2 separate regions of the Mus musculus genome follow, and region 2 is linked to region 1. Evidence: chromatin contacts called from public Hi-C data. All regions are on one chromosome and are shown on one strand. The core of a region is the stretch at or near the end of the contact, and the rest is flanking DNA. Distances in the headings are between cores, read along the strand shown.

Evidence for each region. Hi-C and Micro-C count contacts between places; a contact is called where the count stands out from the background.
Region 2: a contact with region 1 is called in a Hi-C map of muscle stem cells, with 2.5 times the contacts expected there. The contact joins two enhancer-like sites. A contact is called at or near these places in 1 of 39 promoter capture datasets (3T3-L1-derived adipocytes), 16 of 484 Hi-C or Micro-C datasets (the C2C12 cell line, the HL-1 cell line, the HPC-7 cell line and 12 more), 7 of 115 datasets of contacts at active chromatin or transcription factors (bone marrow-derived dendritic cells, double positive thymocytes, embryonic fibroblasts and 3 more) and 2 of 9 other capture datasets (adipose tissue and embryonic stem cells).

What each region holds. Positions count from the first base shown.
Region 1 is chr10:59,489,281-59,496,434 of GRCm38.p6, reverse strand. Mcu (mitochondrial calcium uniporter) reads left to right here. Exons shown (of 8, transcript NM_001033259.4): 2 at 5,279-5,348. Among named protein-coding and RNA genes, the nearest start is that of Oit3, 51 kb to the right of the region's middle. Within about 2 kb of position 2,209, at least 15 of the 459 cell types and tissues checked have an H3K27ac peak or open chromatin away from gene starts, as enhancers often do. A contact at or near this core is called in muscle stem cells, where this site is marked.
Region 2 is chr10:59,724,131-59,730,790 of GRCm38.p6, reverse strand. Micu1 (mitochondrial calcium uptake 1) reads right to left here. Exons shown (of 12, transcript NM_144822.3): 2 at 2,673-2,834. The coding sequence starts at 2,833. Among named protein-coding and RNA genes, the nearest start is that of Micu1, 25 kb to the right of the region's middle. Within about 2 kb of position 1,345, at least 7 of the 459 cell types and tissues checked have an H3K27ac peak or open chromatin away from gene starts, as enhancers often do. A contact at or near this core is called in muscle stem cells, where this site is marked.

The sequences.
Region 1 (7,154 bases), core at 960-3,459:
CGCTGGAGATTTTTCTTCCTGGGTGAGGGTTAAAGGTAACCTGTCCAAGCACACACGGAAGGGTGGCCTTATGCATTTCTTACATTAATTACACGTTTTTGCACTTCCCTAACATTCTCAGGTTACTTATCAGATATGTGGACTGCCCTTTACAAAAAATAAAAACTTACTTTCTTTGCAAGGGTCTGTGGTGCTAGCCCATCTCTTTATTTAGCATTGATGGTACCCAGAGACTCCCAGAGACTTCTCTCCCTGGGTATTGTTATGCCATCCACAGACTCTCTCTCTTCACCTTGATTTTGGTCACTCCCTATATGAAGAATATGCACTGTTTACCTAGCATGTCTTTCTTTTTATTAACTATTTGTTAGTTATTTTGTTGTTCGTTGGTGTTTGCTTGCTTGCTTGCTTGGTTTGCTCAGGTTTTGTTTTGGTTGAAGAGCTGAGAATCCACCCCAGGGCTTATGCATGCTAAGCTTGCACTCTTCCACATCCCTAACAAACTAACAAACTTGTGTTTGATTTGATTTTGTGGTTTGTTTCTGTCATCTAGGCTAGCCCTGAACTCCTGTGTCCCTCTCCCAGGAGCTAATATACACATACCATATACATATAAATCTAGCACCATTCTTGGCTCCCAGCAAACTTCCTGATGTGTTTCTTAATGTTAATATTGGCCAAATATTTATGAGATGCTTGCTACTTTAGAACAAAAGAAAACTAGAAAGCTTACTATTTTATTGTGACATATCAAGAATAAAAAGATGCAGCATGGATAATTCTGGTCTGGGGATCACAGGGTATGGGGGTGAGGATGATGAGCATTCATTACCCATTTCCTGGTTGTGTTTGATTTGTTGTTTTTCCTTTGTATTGTTACCATATTTCAAGGAGAAATGGCTAGAACAAAATCATTTTTGTTTATGTTAGTCTCAACAAATTTCTCATGAGAAATCTTTAAAAAAAAATTACAGACCAATATCTGTGTGTGGACGGTTCAATAAATAATAGCCTGGGATGGTGGCTGTAAGTCACAGCTGTTTGGGAGGCTGAGGAAGACGGTGGTTTATGCCCAGGGGTCTGAGGCCAACCTGTGCAACACTGAAAACCTGCCTCTAAATATAATTTTTAGTTGCGATTGTCAGTATCACTACAGAAATGGTCTGGAGAGTTATCCCCACACCATGTAAGCTGTATTCTATAGCAAGGGCCAGCTAAGGCTTTCTTAAGGGGCTGCACTACAGACGTTCTAGCTTTCTAAGACCCCGTGGTTTCTGTTGCAATTACTCATTCCTCTCACCGCTGCTGTTGAAATCTGCTGTTCAGACAGAGAGTCAGTCGACCTGCAGTGGGCATGAGTGAGCTCAGCTGTGTTGCACTAAAACTCTACAAACAGAGGTGGCTGGCCCGCCAGTCCATGCTCTACAGCATCTAACAGAAATCATGTCGTGTACTGTTGACTGCAATATATATATATATATATATATATATATATATATATATATATCGCCAAGGACAATTCGTAAAAATCATAGAGGCTTCTGGCTTTTACAATGTTCCAGCAAATGGTGATCTGAAGTATTTTCAGGTGAAGTATTCTGATGGTTCCGATGTCTTTTAAGATGTTCTGGGGGGAAATGAGGCATGATAGTGAGTGCCTATTATCCTAACACATGAAGGGTAGAGAAGAGGGTGAGAGGATCCTGAGTTCAGCATCATTGTTGACTAGACAGCAAGCTTCAGGCCAGCTTTGATCATAGGGAATGTATTTCATAAACATCAAAAGAGAGACAGAGGAGGAGAGCTGGAGGGGAGGGAGTCAGAGACTGACTGACTGACTGACTGACAGACTGACTGACTGACTGACTGACTGGGGAAAGAAGAAAGCAAACTAGCTGGGCCTAGATAAACTGAGTTTGGCAAAATGTTGCTAACTGCTGAAGGGAGTGATGGGTGCCTGGGATTTCCTCGCACTTTGCTCTTTCCTGTTCACAGATGGTCGTGGTAAAAGCCACTGCATAGCCATAATGGTCCAGAAAATGTACCAGTCCCTCCCTTCTCTCCTCACACCATAGCCTGGGAAGGAGATAAGAAACTGAATTCTAAGCTTTGTCTTCAACACAACCAGGGAGCAGCCCCACAACACTCTGTATAAAGGGTGGCAGCCAGATCTGGTGAAGGCCAGACAGATGTCTGGAGAGACCTCAAGTGGTGACACCCGTGCTTGCAGATCCCCAGCAAAGCCAGACAAGCAAGTTCTTCAGAGTCAGTGGTTGGCCTCAGACACCCCAAAAGCAACATTCAGGGCTTTAGCAAGGACTCCAGGAAAGATTAATGTTAAGAACTAAGATGTATCCACAGAGCAGTGCCTGCATCTCTGAGGCTGCCACAGGGCGGTGGGGAGGACGAAGGACTAATACTGAATAAACTCATGCTTTATGAAAGCCACCAACGGTCATCTAAGAAAGACCCAGCCACAATGTCACACAATGAGCATTGAGAAAGCAGGAAGGCAGATAGAGAATGGACACCTGAACTAAACTGATCAGGAAAGGGACATAAAAAGCCTCAGAACTCATAACAGAGGGAAGATTTTTGTTGTAACATAATACATATTTTCCACAAGCTAGCATTTTCTCAGCATTTATTTGACGAGGACTTGTTATTTCACAAGCACTGTCAGTGGTTGAACCAATCAAAATTTGTCCCATGGGTCAGAGAATACAGCCATAAACTAAGTGAGCAATTTACTTAGAAGAATTGAACTTACCAAAATCAGGGGAAAGCTAAGCATGTTGGGTAGGGGTATATACCTGAAGTCAATCAGGAGAGGCTAACGCTGGATCAGTATTTAACATGAGGGGCCAGAGTAGACCTTTCCCAGCAGGGATGACATTTGAAGAGCTAAGGGGAGAGAGGGAACCAAGTAGTCATGAAAACCAATGTTATAAACTCAGCTTGCAATCCTCCTGTCTCCCTTCCCAGGGTGCTGGGACTGCAAGCATGCATCGCCATGCTTTAGTTCACAAGGAAACTATTTAACAAGAAAGCAGTGATCAAAACACCCATAAAACTCCAGACTATACTGCTTGCCCATCATGGTCAAGGCCCTGGGTTTAATCTTCCGTACATACAAAAAGAAAAAAAAGAAAAACAAACACAAGACTCTAAAACTGCATACTGGAAAAGACTAAATATATGTTTTATATTCCTATAAATAAATATAAGGAGACTAGACTTTCCTAATGAACAATTCCCAGATTAGTTCACAGAGAAAGCAGAGCACCTCAGAAATGATAGTAAATAACAGGCCAGTAGAGACATTGCGGATGCACACAAGGAAAAAACCTCAGGGTGATGCATTCAGCATTGGTTACTACACTACAATGCAGACAGTAGTCATGGGAACAGATGCAAACTCTGTGAGGAGAACTCTGTAAAATGCTTCTCTAGGATACAGATAAAGATTCGGAAGGAGAGACATGGGATTCTAGGCTACATCAGGTATAGTTGCATACACCTAGATTTCCAGAGGCAAGTAGATCTCTGTGAGTTTGAAGATAGCCTGGTCTACACAGTGAGTTCCAGGTCGGCAGGGCTACATAGTGAGACCCTGTCTCAAACCACAAAGACTCCTGGATGCAAAGGCTTGACATAATACAGATGGTAGTTTCCCCTATGTCAACCCATGGAATTAGCATGGTCTCAAAACAAAATGCTTGGCACTTACAGGTGAACACTCACTGTAGACCAGGCACTGTTCTAAGTGCAGTATATATACTACCAATTCAGTTCTCCTGACAACTAACCAAACCAGATACTAAAATTTACCATAAACCCAGAATGTGGAACCATCATCGTGGTTATCTGGTTGCGAGCAGACAGATCACTGGATAGAGCAAAGCTTTGTTCAGAAACAGACTGAAATTCATATAAGTATTTGGAAAAGGAGGAGGATGCTGTCTGAGGTGAGATGAAGCCAGCCATGCTGCCGTGGAAGAGAGACTGGCTGTTTGTCTTTCTTAAATGTGACTGAAATTAAGTCCAATGAATCAAAATTTTAAACCCGAAAGAAAAACCAATTAAAATATTCTAAATATTAGTTCTAAATATTAGTGTCCTGGGTACTTTTCTCTCACTCTGAAGAGACACTGTGTGACCAAGGCAACTTATAAAAGAAAGTGTTTAAATAGGTCTTGCTTTCAGAACTCAGAAGGTCAGTCCAGAATCATCATGGCAGGAAGCATGGTGGCACACAGGCAGGCATAACGTGATGCCAGAGCAATAGTTAGAGCTTTAATCTTATACAGAAGCAGCAGACAGCGAGAGACACTGGGCCTGGCTTGGGCTTTTGAAATCTCAAAGCCCAGCCCCAGTGACACACTTCCTCCAACAAGGCCACACCTCCTAATCCTTCTCAAGCAGTTCCACCAACTAGGGACAACATATTCAAACAGACGTAAGTGCCTGTCAGACCATTCCCATTCCAAACAGCACAGTCAGTCTTTCTTACGTTCCCAGATGTCTTCAGGAGGAAGGAGGTGGGAGGTAATGAGATTCCTGCATCCTGTGTTACAACTGAGTTTCCTTGTGCATTGTCCTGGATTCCTAAATGGTCTCGATTGTCTTGGCATGGGTTTTCTTTAGTGCCTTCCTGCCTTTCTTCTGTCATACTTTTGGGACTGGGAAAGATAAAAAGAAAGGGCTTAGTGAGAAATGTGTTCAGTATTCTCCTTGAAACCTAGCTCATTTCTGAGAACTTCAGTCTAGACTCCTGGCCGCAGCACTGCCCTTTGAAGATGCGGCAAAAGTGTGTGACCGTGACTTCGTTCTAATGCTCTGGGCTCAGGCGCTGAGGTTGCCTGTCCAAGATTTTAATAAGAAAAGCAAACAGCAAGAGCCAGAGCCCACTCCAATACTGAAGCTGCACAGTGCATCGCATTCTCATAACTAATGAAAGAGATGCCAGTCTAAGGTCTGGCAGCGAGAGGCAGGGAAAGTTAGAGCGGATAATGCTTAACCAGGATTGCTTTTAAAAGTCAGTAATATATTTTCCCCCAGGTGTGACTGTCATTTTGTTTAGTATGAGACCACCCTTCTATGTATGAAGATGTGTTAGTTGATAGTGTCCCTGTTGTTTAACAGGCTGCTGGGAATGCCTTTTATTGTTTCGGTTCATTTGCATTCTCTGCTTCCCGGTGAAGATGCTAGCGTTATTTGGAGCACATGTGCCTAGAATCAATTTGCCCTGATGGTTTACCTGGCTTTTGTCTCTTAGGCACACCAGAGGCCGGCTTCCTGGCAGAGCGTGGGAGCCGCATATTGCAGTACGGTTGTGCCCTCTGATGGTGAGTTTCAGAAAATCCATTTTTACATCTTACTTTTTTTTTTTTCCCTATCCTCCTTACCTTAGTGTTTCCAGACATTTTTAGTCAATATAAACATTTTTTGTTGTTGTTGTTTTGTTTTTTGTTTTTCGAGACAGGGTTTCTCTGTATAGCTCTGCTGGCTGTCCCTGGAACTCACTTTGTAGACCAGGCTGGCCTGGAACTCAGAAATCCGCCTGCCTCTGCCTCCCCAGTGCTGGGATTAAAGACGTGCGCCACCACGCCCGGCTTAAACATTTATTTTTAATAATTTTATTACATCTATTTATTTGGGGGTGCATGCATGGCATGGCATGTGTTTGCAGGTCAGAGGACAACTTGAGGGGGTCAGTTCTCTCCTCCCACCACGTGAATTCCAAGGACTGAACTGAGGTTGTCTGGCTTGGCAGTGAGTACCTGTACCTGCTCGGCCACCTCTGCAGCCCACTTGCTGATTTACAGACTGTATTCCCACTCCTGGGTCTCTTGGAGGTCAGGGAAAGGGGATGACGGTTAGAGAAAGGGATGTGGAACTGGGATGAGGGTGAATTCAGAGAGTTAACTAACACAGACTAGTTGTCCGTCAAGTCTTCATAGGTCCTCAATGGTCATTCACGTTTAGAAACAGGTGATGAGTTACTTCTCTGCCGGTGAAATGAGCCAGTTCAAGCCAGTTTTGGTTATATTAAATGCAGGTTTATTGGGAAGCTGCTCTTGGATAAGTTTGCTGGCCCCAAGGACCGAGGCCAGGGAAGTCACCATGGGAAGGGAGAGAGAGGAGACGGGGAAGAAAAAGCGAGAAAGTGTGCGTGCAGAGAGACAGGAGAGGAGAAGAAAGAGAAGGAAGACCAAAATGCCTGGATTATATAGGGAGAGGTCCTGGGGGAAAGGCCGGATACTTTGTAAATGTTCAGAGTGCCCCAGACTGTCAAGACGATTGAAACTTTGCTTATTTTTTTCTTTAATCAATTTATTTTTTTTACTTATTAACTTTACATCCTGCTCACTGCCCCCCTCCTGAGGGCACTCCCTTCCACAATCCTTACCCCATCCCCTTCTCTGGGTGTCCCTCCTTCCCTGGCATTTCAAGTCTCTGCAAGGCTAGGTGCTTCTTCTCCCACTGAGGCCAGACAAGGCCTGAAGCCTAAAAGAACATATCCTACGGACAAACAATGTACCCTTTGGGATAGCCCTCACTCCAGTTGTTCAGGACCCACATGATGACCAAGCTGCATAGCTGATACATATATATGGGAAGGCCTAGGTTCAGCATATGTTCTTTGGTTAGTGGTTTAGACTCTGAGAGCCCCAAGGGTCCAGGTTTGTTGACTCTGTTGATCTTACTGTGGAGTTCCTGTCCCATTCAGGACCCACAATCCTTCCTCCTGTTATTTCATAAGAGTCCCCAAGCTCCATCGACTCTTTGGCTGTGGGTATCTGCATCTGTCTGAGTCAGCTGTTGGGTGGAGCATCTTGGCAACTTGTTCCTGTTTGCAAGCATACAGAGTATCATTAATAGTGTCAGGGATTGGTGTTTACCCATGGGATGGGTCTCAAGTTGGGCTGGTTATTGGTTGGCCATTCCCTCAGTCTCTGCTCATTCCCCCATGCCTATATTACTTGTAAACAGGATAAATTTGGAGCTGAAAGTTTTGTGGGTGGGCTGGTGTCTCTATCACTTTACTGGAGTTCCTGTCTGGATGGATATAGGTGGTGGCCTCTTCAGGTTCCATATCTCCAATGCAGTAAGTCAGAGCTAAGGTCACCCCCATTGATTCTTAGATGCCT
Region 2 (6,660 bases), core at 96-2,595, 240 kb before region 1:
GGAGACAGCCTCTGAGTTAGGTTTCTGAGACAGGGACTCTGCCTCAAGAGGAGACCCACAGGCAGATCAGATGTGATCTGTTTCAATTAGTTTCCAGAAGCACATTTTGAAACATTATTAGGCTTAACTATCTTGTAGGATGTGGCTTCTCTTGATTTAGAACACCAGGGTTCTCATTGTAGGTCACTGTGAATCCTGTGTGCCAGTCCAACCTTGTTTTTGTCTTTTTAAGCAAAGTCATGCTCAAGTAAATACATAAGGCACCAGCCATGGAATCCACAATGTGGGCACTGCACGAAGGGCTTCGGTTACAAAGAAAGGTAAATTTAAGTAGGGAAGGAAGCAAAACGAGAAAGAAATGTGGGGCAACAAAAGGAACGGAGAACTCAGGATGGAAACCTCTTGGGAAGATGCAAAAATGTCTCTCAGAATTTCTCAGGAGGACAACATGGCACCAACTCCGATGTCACCAGTTTATTAATACCCTTCAGTTCAAGCCCACAGTGTGAGGAAAGAACAACTCTAGCCACTGACCTCTGACAAAGACAGACAGACAGACAGACAGAAAGACACACACACACACCCCTCTGACAATTTCACACACTGTAGATAGTATGCTACTCCCATGTCCGTTCTTACACCCCTCACACTGCTGTCAATCCCCCATTAGAAGTTTCTTTCCTACATTCAAATCTTTTTGGTTTGTCTACTGAGTGTAACCAGGGCCATCTGTGTGGTCTCAGGCTTAGAGCCATCTGTCAGACTGGTGGATTACCAGCAAGTATACAACTAAACACAATGGCTGCCAGTTTCCTTTTGTTGTTGTTTTTTGTTTTGAGACAGGGTCGGTCTCTCTAGTCCTGGCTGTCCTGGAACTCCCTGTGTAGAGAAGGCTGGCCTCAAATTCACAGAGGTCCGCCTGCCTCTGTCTCCGGAGTGCTGGGATTTAAGGTGTGCACCACCACCACTTGGCTTGTGTCAGCCTTCCGAGAGGGGGATGCTTTCCACATTTTTAAATAGTTGAAAGTTATCAATAATATTCAGTTCCCAGCACTCATGTCTGAGGCTCACAAGCACCTGTAACTCCAGTTCCAGGGGACCCAATGCCTTCTTCTGCCTCTGCCAGATTCCTTCACACATGTGCACATACCCACACACAAATATACACACACGTACGCATAAGTAGAGATCTTTTTAAAAGGAATTTCATTTTTAGTGGCAATTTGAATAGACAATTCACAAAGAAGGCCAAAGAAATGGCCACCAATTCTGGGAAGAGGCTTAGCATCGTCAGCTGTTCGGGAAGCAGGAAGCCAAGTGTTCTGACCAGATATCATGAGCAAGTGGGAACAGGATCCCTGCCCAGCCAGACTGCGCTGGTGCACTGCCGAGAACCCACTGGGAAACGGTTTGGCTTTTATATTGTTTCAAGTACTAATTTTATTTTATCACCCTTATTTATGTGTGGTGAGGCGCCCACCACCGTGAGTGTGGAGGTCAGAGAAGAACTCTGGGAGTTGCTCTCTCCCACCATGTGGATCCCAGGGGTCAAACTCAGCTCACCTTGTCTGGTGACAGAAGCCTTTACCCTCTGAGCCATCTCACTGCCCTGGTTTGGCAGTCTGGAATCAAGGTTACATTTTCCTGGCAAATATATTCCTAGGTATTTAGCCAAAGAGAAGGGCATATGAATTTCAAGGTGGCTTCTATCAATGAGAACAAACAGGTAGAAGCAAGGAAACCGTAGCTGGATAAATGGTGCCGCCCATATGAAAGAGCACCACTTGACTGCAAAAGAACTCTGACTTCTGATGCAGATGGATATATCAGGCTAAGTTAAGGAAGGCAGATGCAGCCAAGCATACATTGTTACTTTGCCATAAGTTGTTTTAAAGTCAGGCTGCCTTCAAACTGTCAATGCTCCTGCCTCTGTAATCCCTAGGACTGTGATTCGAGGCTATGCCACCAACCTGCCTCCAAGAAATAATTTTTCATGTCCTCACTTACGTCATATTTCAGAAATATAAATCGATAGTGACAGAAATCAACTCACCAGTGGCTTGGAATTGTGGGTGACGTTACCTAGTGTGGAGGGCACTATCGGTTGGTAGAAATGTTCTATTTCTTGATTTGGGGGGTGGTTACAAAACTATATGCATTTGCTAATAATCATGGGACTATTTGTTTTACATGGGCACACTTTATCACATACTTATTCAGTAGGACTAATTTTTAAAATGTACTGTTTTGGGAAGCCAGGTATCAGGACAGTAACTGGAAGACAGGGTGGATGAGACAGAAGACACATAGTATGGCAGAGGCAGAGGAACTGAAGCCTGTGGCTTGCCACATTTTCTGTTCTCTCCAGGGAAGGTTCCACAATGAGGAAGAAAATGACCAGGTGATATAAGAGTACAAGGATTAGTTTCCTGTGGCAACTTAGTTCCTAAGTTTGAAGTTTCAGAAAACATCCCTTTTCTAAAGCAATGTTTCATTTCGATGAAAAATGCAGCAGGGGCAGCAGGCAGCGCTTGAGGAGCTGTTTGGTCTCCACTGCTCTGGCAGGGGGACACGACTAGCTGATAAACCTTATTCCATAGACCAACATCATCAATACCAAACAATTCAGCAAAGAAATTCTGATGTAAAAGCAAGCCTGAAATAACACTCACTTCTTCCACAGGAGACCGGTACTTGCAGTCACTGCAGATGCTCCCAGGAACGCCACCAGCATCAATCTTCGTTTGGTCTGTGTGGGCTGTGATGCCCCATGGTACCAGCGAGAGCCCACAGCTAGTTCTGCCAACGCAGAAAGGGTGTTAAGACGAAACATCCTGTGGACAAATGATAGAAACGTCACTTTTAGATGCTGCCGGTGGTGACGATAATGATCATGATGGTGGTGGTGGCAGCTACATCACCAAACGCTGATGAAATACTATCAGACACCATACTGTTTTGCAGTTAATTGGCCTCAGAACAACTTATGAGAACAGAGCTACTACTTAACTACTTATAACTCAAAGGAATCAAAGTTAAATTTGAAGACAGAAACTACGTGCTAAGTTAAACAGAGAAATCCTGATCTAAAATACAGTTAATTCTAACAGGAGGGTTAACCAGATGTAAAGAGATGGCAGCTCAAGCAGCCATGGATTCCAGGCCTAATGGAGAGCATCCAAAGGGGCCAGCCCAACCAGGGATGATTCCCAGATCTTATGGAGAGGACAAAACTATGGAAACTTGGGAATTTTACCGAGGTATCATATCAGCAAAATGTACTAGAAAGCCATTTTGGGGGAATGCCAGGAAAAGCCACAAGAACTCATGGCAGGAGAATCTGTTGGTCAGGCACTTGGATCAGGGGAAGCTCCTGAATGTCCCACTGAGGTGCGAACAGCACAGAAGTAACAATGAGAGCACACAGAATCAGAAGGGACAGCTCTCCCCCTGCACGCCCGGCTCCTGGTGAGAAACAGGAAATTTAAAGGGAGAAAGTTGCTCAAGTGTGACTCGCGCCTGAAAATCCATGGGAGAAAGCAGTGGGGTCCAGAGCTTGAAGCTAGACGGTGCCACATTGTAGCTGGAAGTTCTTGCTATTTCATGCCTTAATGCTGAGAGGTGCTTCCATTAAAGCCATTGAAGTTTGATTTAACCCTTTCTCACTGCTAGCCCTGGGAAAGCTCCCTCCCTACCAGATTCTTTTCATGTCACAGTTAAAATATAAATACTAAAGAAAGAAATTCCTTCAATGCAGTGGTTCTCAACCTTCCCAATGCTGCTACCCTTTAATACAGTTACTTGTGTGTGGTGACACCTCCCCCCCATCATAAAGTTATTTTCATTGCTACTTCAGAACTGTGATTGTGCTACTGCTATGCATCATAATGTAAATATCTGATGTGCAGACTATCTGATATGCTACCCCTGTTAATAGGTCATTAGAGAACCCTCTGGGCTAAGAACCACTGCTTTAACGTTTTGTTTAGTATTGGGACCTCATCAAGATGGTACCAAGAGTGAAGTCCCTGCCCTTCTCAATCACCAAAACAAGGTTTCAAAGGCTGAGAACGCTGTGCTGACATCCATAGAGCAAACCAGAGTGCATGACACCCACCTTCCTGGCAGCCTGGACACGGAAGCAGCTCACATACTGTCTGAAGGGCGCCCTCAAGAGAAATAAGCCTGGGCACTGAAAATCATCAAGCTCCCCCAAGGAGCACGGAAGACAGCACACCCGTGCTCCCTACAGATGTCAAGGATGCCTGACACAGCTGTGCAGAAGCTCTTGTGTCACCCGATGAGCTCTGAAGGAAAGGAGGCCTGCGTCCCTCCTGAATACCCTTCCCATTGGGTCCTGCTGACTAACTCTAAATAGACTTTTTTTTCCATCATAAGACAGACACATCCATATTTGTTCGTATTACTGCTCAACACACACTCAACTTCACAGCCCGCATCCCAGAGGCGAACTCTGCTTTCCTAATCTTTTAATTTGGGGTGCGTGTCTCATCGTGTCCCTCATTCCGAGGAACACAGAGGAGTTCTGCAAAGTCCTTTTAGCACATGCTGCTGTTAGTCTTCCTCTGTGACACCTAGAGACCATTCTGGAAGTAGACACTGGCCCTTCCACCTGGCTTCCACAAGAAAGAGGCTTGAACAAATCACTGTCCGCTCCAGCTGAAACAGCTGAGCATGGCAGACCTTCAGGTCGCTGCTGAGAAAAGATGTCTGACAGTGAGAGCCACAAAAACTGGGGGCTCTTCACGGCCTCAGCCGAGAACAAATTCAACATCCAACAGAGTGACTAAGGCACTTTCTAAAAATGACCTGATTAAATCCATGCTGGCCGGCCATGAGAGTCATCTGAAAGATGACCAATAGTTTAGGTTCTAAGGAAGCAAGACATATTTGAAACATTCTTTTTACATTTTTATTACATGCTTAAGTGTGTGTGTGTGAGTATGCATGTGTGTGTGTGTGTGTGTGTGTGTGTGTGTACATGCACAGATGCCATGGCATATGTGTGGAGGCCAGAGGAAAACTGACAGAAGTCAGTTCTCTTCTATCCCCAGGTATATCCCAGATATTGAACTTGGGCTGTTAGGCTTGGTGGCAAGGGCCTTTAACAGCTAAGCCATCTTGCCGGCTCCTTGAAACATTTTAAAACGGCATTTCTAAAATGCTACCTAACGAAGTACAAACAAATTCTAAATGGGCGCGAGGGAGTCATGGAGGGCTCCATGGTACTTTACAAACACAAGGATCTTATCAGCTCCCAGAGTCCATGTTGATTTGTAAGCCTCGCAGACTGGTGCGTGCCTTTCATAGTAGCACTTGGGCGATAGAAGCCAGCCTGGTCTGCATAGTAAGTTCCAGGACAGCCAGGATTACACAGTGAAACCCTGTCTCAAAACAATAACTAAAACCCAACAAAATAAATCAGGACAGGCAGATAGATCACTGGGCAGCTTTGACAAACTTTGGGCCAGGGATACCCCGTCTCAAAAACAAAACAAGAACAACAAAACCCCACAACAATAACAACAAAAAATCCACAGCCAGATGGTAGATGGTGCCTAGAGAACATGGCCAAGACCGAGGCTGGCCTCTGGCCTCCACATGCAGACATCGACACAGCAACAAAGACTAGAAGTGGCAGAGGCGCTCAGTCAGCTTTTATCTCTCTTCACTGTCAGCCTCAGATCAGCTCAAAATTCTGATGGAAGGGCAGAAAGTCAGGGACAGCCCCAAACCTTAGGCTCTTTTTAGACAGTTCTATCAAGAGAATTAATGGAGAATGATTTTTTTTTCCCTCTCAGCAATGACCTGGAGGCCACAACTGGTCCTTCCTCCTTCTCTCTCTCCACAGGAAGGCAGAGCCCTTACTTAACCTTTGGTAAGGAATGCACTGAGTTAGTCACCTCTCCCTCTGTGCATGCATGGTGTCCACCCTGCATAGCACACTGCTCTGTAATTTAAATGACCCTGGACTTGGCATGCATCTACCCAGGGCAATGTATTTACCCAGAGACCTGCTTCCTGACTCAGCTCTGAGTTCCTCCAAATGTTTTTCCCCCTTTTGTAGACACACAGTTGGGCACAGCTAGGCATAGACTATTTAACTATTTATTTCCACAAGAGAAACATCTGTGTAGTATTAATTACACAGGTCCTTACTCCTAATATTTATGTATGTTAACAACCTCTAATTTACTAAAATAACTGTGTTTGGCTATCGGGACTCATGTCAGATCCAGTCACTGGCCTGTTACTGACTCTTCCCTGAGACTGAGGGAGGATCCCAGGCCAGGCTCACTGTCAACGCAGGAACTTTATCTGCTGTCCATATAGACAGAATGGGGACACATTTACTTTCTGTGACTTAAGCTTCAGAAACACAATTCCAGCAGCCTCCCCTCCCCCATCCCAGAGCTCATCTCCCATTTCTGCACATATGCTAATAAAATCCAAAGGAGGCCAACCCTTATCTTTTCCTCCTACCATATAACTTCTTACTCTTTCCTTTTCTGGTTCATTTTTAAATGACCATTTCCCAGATGTGCGCATGTGTAGATATGAATAGCTTTGCTTCTGACAACAGCAACAAAGAGCACAAAGAGCACACACAGTGGAGGGACTGTGGTCATCACCAGAAGG